Regions from separate parts of the Canis lupus genome. Here region 2 is linked to region 1. Evidence: chromatin contacts called from public Hi-C data. All regions are on one chromosome and are shown on one strand. The core of a region is the stretch at or near the end of the contact, and the rest is flanking DNA. Distances in the headings are between cores, read along the strand shown.

Region 1 (4,696 bases), core at 1,873-4,372:
ACTAACATTTAGAGAAAGAATGTAAGCTCCATAAAGGCAAGGATTTTTGTCTTTTTTGCTCAGTACTGTACCTGGCCCAGAGTAAGTGCTCAAATATTTGTTGAAATGACTGCTGAAGTATTTAAGGTATAACCATTATATAAAAAAACACATTTTGGCCACAAGCATTCTTAATGCAATCACAATAAATAGGTTTCAGACATATTCTTATTTTAGGGGAGTTCAAGAACTGAAAAGAAAACAAAGGTAAGAGGACATGCACACTAGATTTCCCATGTTGGATATTATATTTATATACTTTCTCTGAGATTATTAACAATATGGCAGCCATCACAGAGGCCCACTTAATCTAAAAAACTGGTACTTACGGCTAGGACATTGTGGGCCTATATTTTCTGTATAGCTCTTAACTCCTTTTTCTCAAAATCCTTCCCTTTTGAGTAATTTATTTTTAAATATTTCACTTTAATATTTTACATTTTTGTATTATACTAATCTGGCTAATCCTTAAAATGTTAAAGGCAAGACATTACTATATTTCTTAATGAATACACTAAACCTTTACATAGAAATGTTTTAATATTCAGCCCCTGTAAAGCCATCAGATTTTGAAAAGTTTTTAAACATGAATCAGAGAGTCTAGTTTTAAGAATTTAGCTATGAATGGGTGAGATCATTACCCATTTAATATAGTCCCCAAAAGGAATAATAAGAGTAAAATGAAATGAAAGAAAAGTCCCTCAGTTTGAGATTCTGTTGCACAATCCTGTCTTCTTTGTTCAAGAGGTTTGTAGTCATTCTCAGAATCCACTCCAGGAACCAACTTCTTAATCTAGACATCAGGCAAACCATTCTGTAAAAACCAAATATTTGTCAACAATGTCTCCTTCCCATTTTAATACTTTACCCCAATATCTGAAAATCCAGGTTGTCTCAGTCATTTACCTATTCCTAAATGATTTATATGTTGATAAGAGAGAGAGAGAGAAAGCCTGGAGTATACCTCCTAAGGCTTCCATTTTCTACCCAAAACTTAAAACTCGTGTCATTTAAAAAAAGAAAAAGGAAAGAAAACATATTTGAGATATCAGTCTTTAGCAAAAAAAGGCAAAGCAGAGGAGAGTGGAGACTCTAATGGTTGGGCAGAGGATTTTAAAGAAATCCCCATCTCTTCCATTCACCCACTCAACCTTCTGCCTTCTAATCTTGTCACACTATCCAAGAGACCAGCAACAATGGGGCCTTAGATACAATGAGTTTATGCCCAAATCTTTGCCAAAATTTTGGAGGTGGGGAAGGAAGATATAATTGCCTATCAAGGATTACAAATTCTTAAGCATAATGATGGAGAAAAGTTAACTTACGGTTAAGCAAACAACCCTGAAGTCCAAGCGAGCTCCCTAATGTCCAACCAAATGAGCTGCGCCGCTTTTCCACAGGTTCTCTCTTCAGCTCACTGCTTCTCCTGAATTTTCCCTCATCATTTCAGTCCCGTCTCCCTCTTCTTGTTCTGCTCCCCTGCCCTTTCTTTATCCTTCCTTCCCTTACCCTTTCCAAAACTGTCTTTTCAGAGTGCGTTAACATTTACCGAAATGGGGACCCTGAAAAATAACGTCTTAGTAAGACGTTATTAAGCGTTCATATCTGGACCTGTCTGAGATCTCTACCCGGCCTGCGGGACGTCAAGCTGCGCAGTACAGCCAACACCACCTTTCGTCGAGCGCTTACTGCTGCCGGGCAAGCGTGCACATCGCTTTCGGATCAAGTACTATGTCATTTAATCCTCACTACACCCCTATGACCTGGTTACTACTGGTCCCAAGTGGTAAATGGGAAAAATGAAGCTCAGAAAAGCTAAATAGTATCTCTAATTTTGCGGTACTAGAGGAACTCAAATCCAGCTGGTTTCTTTTTCTTTTTCTTTTCTTTTTCTTTTGTAAGATTTTATTTTTTTATGAGAGAGCACAAGTGGAAGGGAGGGGCAGAGGGAGAGGGAGCAGTCGGCTCCGCGCTCCGCAGGGAGTCTGACGCGGATCCCAGGCCCCGGGGATCATGACCTGAGCTACCCAGGTGCCCCCAACCCCAGGTGGTTTCATTCCAAAACATAAGAAGAAGAAATTATGAAGCCAAATTCCTTCCACACCTCTTTGAAGACCCTGAGGTGCCCAGGAAGAACACTTTACTTCGTCTCATCCCGACCCCCAGCACCCCAGTCGACTCTGCCACTTGGCCAGCTGGGTCATTATTTTGGGCGTACCCTACTCCCTGGAATTCAGTTACCTGGCCAACGCCCACACCGTGGTGGTCGGCTCCCTACCCGTTCAACTCCGCGTTCCGAGTACTCACTACGGTAAAAGATACACGAAGACGAACAACACCACGTCGAGGAGGATGAAGAGCCACAGATCCAGCCAGTAGGAATGTTTCGGAAACCGGTCGGCTGCGGATTGAGGCCGCACTTCGTGGTTCTGCGGCTGCCTCCCGGCTTCGCCCAAGCGCAGTCGCTCCCGGGGGCCGTCCCGACCATCTTCTGCTGCTGCGCCCGCCTCCATCACCCACCAGTCGTCGCCCCGCCGCAGCCGGAAATCCCTCAGGTCCCGCACTTCCGGGTTCGCCTTGCCCGCAAACGGCCACAGCGCGGCGCCTACGCATGCGCGCTCCCCTCCCCGGAAACGGCCTGGTCCCCTCGCCTTCCGGCGCTTCGCTGTCTCCGTGACGCTCGGCAGGCAGCTCGGCGGGCAGCTCGGCGGGCAGCTCGGCGCGCAGCTCGGCGGGGCTCGGCCTCCTCCCGGCCGCGGCGTGCGCGGGGCCGCCCCTTCGGCTCTGCTGCGCCCTGAGGGAGAGCTGGTTAGACTGGTTTCCCTGGAAGAAGTCACCCTCAAGTCCCGCGGACGTCAGGTGCTGGATCCCACCCAGGAACTGCCCACGGTCACCTTTCCTTGTCCCTGTATTTCTTTCGGGTCCTCATTGCCAAGGGTTTAGGGCCCCCTCTGATAGGGTCTGTATTGTGTATATGGCACGTCACACCTATTCATTCCTGAAACAGTTATAATGAGGTGGACGTCGTAAGTAAGAGCCGGGGCTTCTAAGGAGGCCGAGAGCAAATCCTGAGACTGCGGCATGTACCCCATGGGAGTGAATTTAAGGGTAACCCCCAAGCTTTTGGGAATGTGACCCCCTAGGAGATTGGAGTGCTAGCAGAAAGAAAATGGCCATTGTAAGTGAGGAAAAATTCCCCTCTACCGACCTTCTTTGGGCCTCCAGCAGGGCCTAGGCATTAAACTGACATAAGATGAGACTTCAGGGGAAAAGCACTCAAGGTCTATTAGTTTTTGGTTTTTATGTGCACATGAGAACCTTCACAAGAGAATGAAGATAAAAGAAGCGACCAGAACAGAAAGCTTTACTCCTTTTAGATAGAGAGTCAAACCAGGCAAAGGGGTTTGGGTCAGGGGTGGTAAATTGTGAAGAATGACAGGGAGATAAACATCAGGGTCCCAAGGTTTGTTTGTACAGATTTCTCAGCCTGATTCCCCATCTCTGGTGATAAGAATGTTTTTCTTCCTCCTCGTAGAGGGTAGGCACCTTTCACATGGGAGTTTTATCTCCTGTCGGGAAGAATTGAGGAAGGCCAGAGTGGCCCTCTTGCACCTGCTGTTTCTCAGGCTCCTTTAACTTAATCAATATGCCAAAGCAGTGTATTTTGGGGTGACACACTCTGAACTCCTTCATTTCCTCTGTCTGAAAGTTCATTAGAAGTTTTACATGAAAGCTGAATTGGTGGCTGTGGAGAAAAAAAAAAAAAGAAGTTAGCAGCCAAGTGGCAAGGGATCTATCTGCAAAGGGAAAGAATAGGTTAGGATAAGAATACATAGGAAATAAGTCGAAGCACATTTCCTCATATCCTGTTAAATCAGCCTCCTATCCCTAGAAATAGGTCAGCCCAACAGAATGGCTGAACCTCATTTATCTGATGGAGAGTGTTTATCTGGTCTTTCAAAAGGTGCAGGTTAAACACTATTTGTTTCAAGCAATTTACACAGAAGTAGCATTCTTCACCAGTGATTGCCTGAACTCCTCCTTTGGGGCTGTCAGTGTGTCTAGGAAGAGGTAACTTTGGAGTATAACAGAAAGCCTAAACTATTAACTGATGATAGAAGGGCTTCCAATGTGTGTGTAATGATACTGAAATCCTGTTATATTTCTGTGGAAAGATTTAGAACTGCCTTTTCCAACTCAAGAGTTTGAAAGCCTGGGAAAAGGGAGCCCAATATTGAAAAAAGAACTTAGAATTGTGATGCACGAGCCAGTTTTCTGTAACATCTTGTTTAGTGTATTCATGTGGCACTACTTTAAGACCAAAGGACCCTAAGTTTGTAATTGGGCTGGCATTTAAGGTGGAGTACCAGGACAGAGAGTATCAGGAATCTGAGTCCGCATCATCCTGACCGTCTAGGTGGAACTCTTTGTATACCTTATCATCACATAAGATAAAAAGACCAGTACCGGAATGCCTGGGTGGCCCAACGGTTTAGCGCCGCCTTCAGCCCAGGGTGTGGTTCTGGGCTCCCAGGATCCAGCCCCACATCCAGCTCCCTGCATGGAACCTGCTTTCTCCCTCTACCTGTGTCTCTGCCTCTCTCTCTCTCTCTCTCTCTCTCTCTCTCTCTCTCTCTGTGTCTCTCATGAGTAAATA
Region 2 (4,443 bases), core at 1,374-3,873, 720 kb before region 1:
CTGACTCAGTGCACTTGGCATTATACCCTCTAGATCTATCCATGTTAATCTATGGTAATGGCAAGATTTCATTCTTCTTGAGAGCTGAGTAATACTCTGTGATATATATATATATATCACCTCTTCTTTATCCATTTATCTATTGATGAAACACTTAGGTTCCTTTCATATTTTAGGTTAGTCCCACCGGTTTTATTTTGCTTTTGTTTCCCTTGCCAGAGGAGATATACTCACAAAAAATGTTTCTATGGTCAAAAAAATTACTATCTATGTTTTCTTCTAGAAGCTTTATGGTTTCAGGTCTCACTCACATTTAGGTCTTTAATCCATTTTGAATTTATTTTTGTGTATAGTGTAAGAAAGAAGTCTCATATTTCCAGCATCATTTGTTGAAGAGACTATCTTTCCCATTGTGTATCTTGCCTCCTTTGTCTAAGGTTAATTGACCATGAAAGTGTGAGTTTACTTCTGAACTCTCTGTTCTGTTTTTGTGCCAGTACCATACTGCTTTGATTACTATAGCTTTGTAGTATCTTGAAATCTGGAATTGTAACACTTCCAGGAAAAAAAAAAAAAATAATCCACTCTTGATCCCATATCCCTCTCTAGATACTCCCCCATTTCTCTTCCGTTTTCTAGCATAACTGCAAATGGGTTAACTAAGTCCATAGTCTCCAATTCCCTTTCCATTCTCTGTGAAACTGTTCTCACCAAGGTCCTAAATGACCTTCATATTACTAAATCCAATAGTCATTGCTCAACTTCCGTTTTACTTGTACCATGAACAGTTGATCACTCTCTCTTATTTGAAAAACTTTCTTCTTGACTTCAGGATACCACACTCCAATGGCTTTCCTCCTTACCTAACTTCTCAATATCCTTTGCTGGTTCCTGCTTCTTTTCCTGGTAGATAAATGTTAAGAAGGCATAAGGACTCAGTCTTTGATCTCATTTTCTATGTATCTTTTACTCCCTTGTTATTAGTATCCAATCTCATGGCATTAAGTGCCTTCTACACTTGGATAGCTCTCAGTCCAGACCTCTCCCCAGAACTCCATATTAACTCCACACTCCATATTAAATTCCCTAGTCAAAAATTCTACTCAAATGTCTAAAAGATATCTCTTACAACCTATACCCAATCATCAAATTCCATAAGCTCTATCATAAAAATATATTGAGAATTGAATCATTCATTTCCTCTACTGGGATCATTGTCATCACCATTCTCTCATCTGTATGACCATACTAGCCTAACTGGTTGCCCTACTCAAACACTATCCCTAGACACTGTGTGTCTTCTCAATAGTGCTTTGAGAAGAAACATGTAAATCCTAAGTCAGATCATATCACTCCTCTCCTCCAAACTCTCCAACAGCTACCAAGTTCACTCAAAAAAAAAAAAAAAAAAAAAACGAAAACTCAAAGTCATTTAATGATGCAAAAAACCCTAGGAAACCTATCACCTTTCTAACTTCACTTGCTATTTGGTTACCCCACTTCAGCCAAACTGGTCTCATTTTTATTCCTTGAACATGCCACGTATATGAGTTATCAATTGCTGCATAACAAACAATTCTTAAATGTACTACTCACTTAAAACAATATTATCTGGTTTATCTGGATTCTCTGCTTCAGTGTCTTTCACAGACTACAATCAACATCTGGGGCTGTAGTCATCTCAAGGCTCAAATGGTTAAAGATCCAATCTCACTTACACGGCTGTTGTCAAGATTCAGTTCCTCAGGGGCTATTGATCTGACAGCCTCAGTTCCTTACTGCATGTTGGCCAGAGACCACCCTCTGTTCCTTGCCACATAGGCCACTCTAATATAGCAGCTTGCTTCATCACAGCAGGCAATCCAAAAAGACAAGAGAAGCAATGGTAGCAAAAAAGAAGAGTCTTTTATAACATAATCTCAGAAGTGAGATCTCATCACTTCACCACTTAAGGCAAGGGAATTACATAAAGGAGGGAATAATATGATGTGGGAATCATTAGGAATCTTAGAAAAGGCTGTCTACCACAGCAGCTATGGTGCCACTCAGGAAGCACTGAAGACTTAGAATATTCTTCTTCTAGGGGCACCTGATTCTTGGTTTCCATTCAGGTGGTGATCTCAGGGTTGAATCAAGCCCCAGGTCAGGCTCCACACTCAGCATGGAGTCTGCTTGAGAGTCTCTCTCTCCCTCTGCCCTTCCCCCTGCTCATGCTGTCTCTCTCTCTCTCTCTTAGTGAATAAATCGCTAAAAAAAACAATATTCTTCCAGATATCAGCACGTTTCATTCCTTCACCTTAAGTCTTTTTGTTTGACCTAATGTCACCATCTCAAGATCTACCCTGAATGTTTTTTTAAATTATAATTCCTATCCTCACTGCAAACATTTCTCATCCCTACCTTTATTTTCTCTATTGCACTTACTGACTTTAAATTTTCATATAATTTACTTATTGTGGTTGATTTCTATTTTGTCAATTTAGCTAACCTAGTATTACAGTTTCATTTCCTCGCCTGAATAGTTACAGGTTAGTATGGCCACAAGAGATATTTTGCATAGTAATTGAAAGTGAAACAGCAGTCATATACTTTCACACTTAGGTCAGTACAGGGCATGAGGCAATGTTGCAGATTATGCAAATTCTCACCTAATCTGCTAGCTCATTTTGTTGGTGTGGGGCTGCAGCCAGGTCTGTACCTTCTTCAACTCCTGCCCGTTTCAACCTCTGCAACTTGTGGGTCTGTGACAAAGGACCAGTTCCTCCTGCAGATCACCTCTATCATCAAAGTTGAATCCTTGGAACTAGAGGAAAATGAATGCAGATTCCACTTTATTTTCATGGATTTCAGTTCATCCTTGCAGTTGCCATTTTTCCTTGCTTCCTCCTTTTGACAGCTTTGGTTGACCTTACACTAGAAATATCAGTATTGATATTGATATCCTAGTAGTTCTACTCCTCTGATATAACTCTAATACTCTTATTTATGTCAATTTTGTGCCACTAAAATATAAACTCCATGAGTAAGAAATTTTGTCTGTTTATTGTTCCTGCCCCAACACCAAGAACAGGGTCCAGCATATAGTAGAAAATCTTTAAACAAGAACATGATAGGAAACACTCGTTGTTTTAAGCGCCAAAGATTGTAGACTGTTCATTAACTGCAACATAACCTCAACCATTCTTAATGTGGCAGTTTTAACTTGTGTCAACAAATTTTTACATTCTCTCCTTTAAGAGATGGAGTTTAATTTCTCTCCCTTTTTGTGTGAGCTGGAAGTAATAACTTGGTTCTAACAAGTGATAGCATGTAACTTCTCAGACTAGGTCATAAAATCATTGGTACTTCCTCTCTTGGATCACTCACTTTGGGAGAAGCCAGCTGCCATATCATGAGAACATCTCAGCAGCAGCCTAATGGAGATCCACAAGCTGAGGATGAGACTTCCTGCCAACAATTAACATTAACTTGCCAAGCAGGTAAGTGAGCCACCTTGGAAGATGATACTGCAGCCTCAGTCAATATCCTGATTGCAACCTCATGCAACAACTAAGATAGGCTGCTTTTGGATCCTGATCCACAAAACTTGTGTGAGATAATAAATGCTTATTGTTTTAATCCACGATGCTGGGATCCCTGGGTGGCGCAGTGGTTTGGCGCCTGCCTTTGGCCCAGGGCGCGATCCTGGAGACCCGGGGTCGAGTCCCACGTCGGGCTCCTGGTGCATGGAGCCTGCTTCTCCCTCTGCCTGTGTCTCTGCCTCTCTCTCTCTGTGTGACTATCATAAATAAATAAATAAAAAATTTTTAAAAAATCCACGTGCTTAGGTTAATCTGAAAAAAAACAATAGGGGATCCCTGGGTGGCGCAGCGGTTTGGCGCCTGCCTTTGGCCCAGGGCGCGATCCTGGAGACCCGGGATCGAATCCCACGTCGGGCTCCCGGTGCATGGAGCCTGCTTCTCCCTCTGCCTGTGTCTCTGCCTCTCTCTCTCTCTCTGTGTGACTATCATAAATAAATTAAAAAAAAAATAGATAACTAGTACTTTGATTCATACAGAAATACACTAAAAATTGAAAAACCCATATACTGAAAATTATAACCACTGATGAAAGAAAGTGAAGATGATATAAATAAATGGAAAGAAATTCTGCACTCATTGATTGGAAGAATATTGTTTAAATGTTCCTACTGTGCAAAGCAATCCACAGAGTCAATACAATCCCTGTCAAAATTCCAATGCATTTTTCACAGAAATAAAGCAAACAATGCTAAAATTTGTATTTGGATCTACAAAAGATCCAAATAGTCAAAGCAATTTTGAAAAAGAACAAAACTGGAGACATCATGCTTCGTGGTTGGTAATATTGCAAAGCTATAGTATGATACTGGTATAAAAAGACAGAGTGAGAACTGCCTGTGTGGCTCAATCAATTAAGTGTCCA

Evidence for each region. A called contact is a pair of places that touch in the nucleus more often than the background predicts.
Region 2: a contact with region 1 is called in a Hi-C map of blood, with 4 times the contacts expected there. The contact joins the enhancer-like site here to the promoter of C32H4orf3 in region 1. A contact is called at or near these places in 2 of 9 Hi-C or Micro-C datasets (both in blood).

The regions. Positions count from the first base shown.
Region 1 is chr32:1,612,055-1,616,750 of UU_Cfam_GSD_1.0, reverse strand. C32H4orf3 reads right to left here and starts at 3,122. Exons shown (of 3, transcript XM_038582449.1): 1 at 3,028-3,122; 2 at 2,281-2,862; 3 at 1-853. The coding sequence starts at 3,122. The coding sequence ends at 2,346.
Region 2 is chr32:2,333,706-2,338,148 of UU_Cfam_GSD_1.0, reverse strand. It overlaps LOC102152366 (a long non-coding RNA gene), which reads right to left. Exons shown (of 12, transcript XR_005382595.1): 2 at 2,649-2,803. Among named protein-coding and RNA genes, the nearest start is that of PRSS12, 87 kb to the right of the region's middle. Within about 2 kb of position 2,623, at least 4 of the 20 cell types and tissues checked have an H3K27ac peak or open chromatin away from gene starts, as enhancers often do. A contact at or near this core is called in blood, where this site is marked.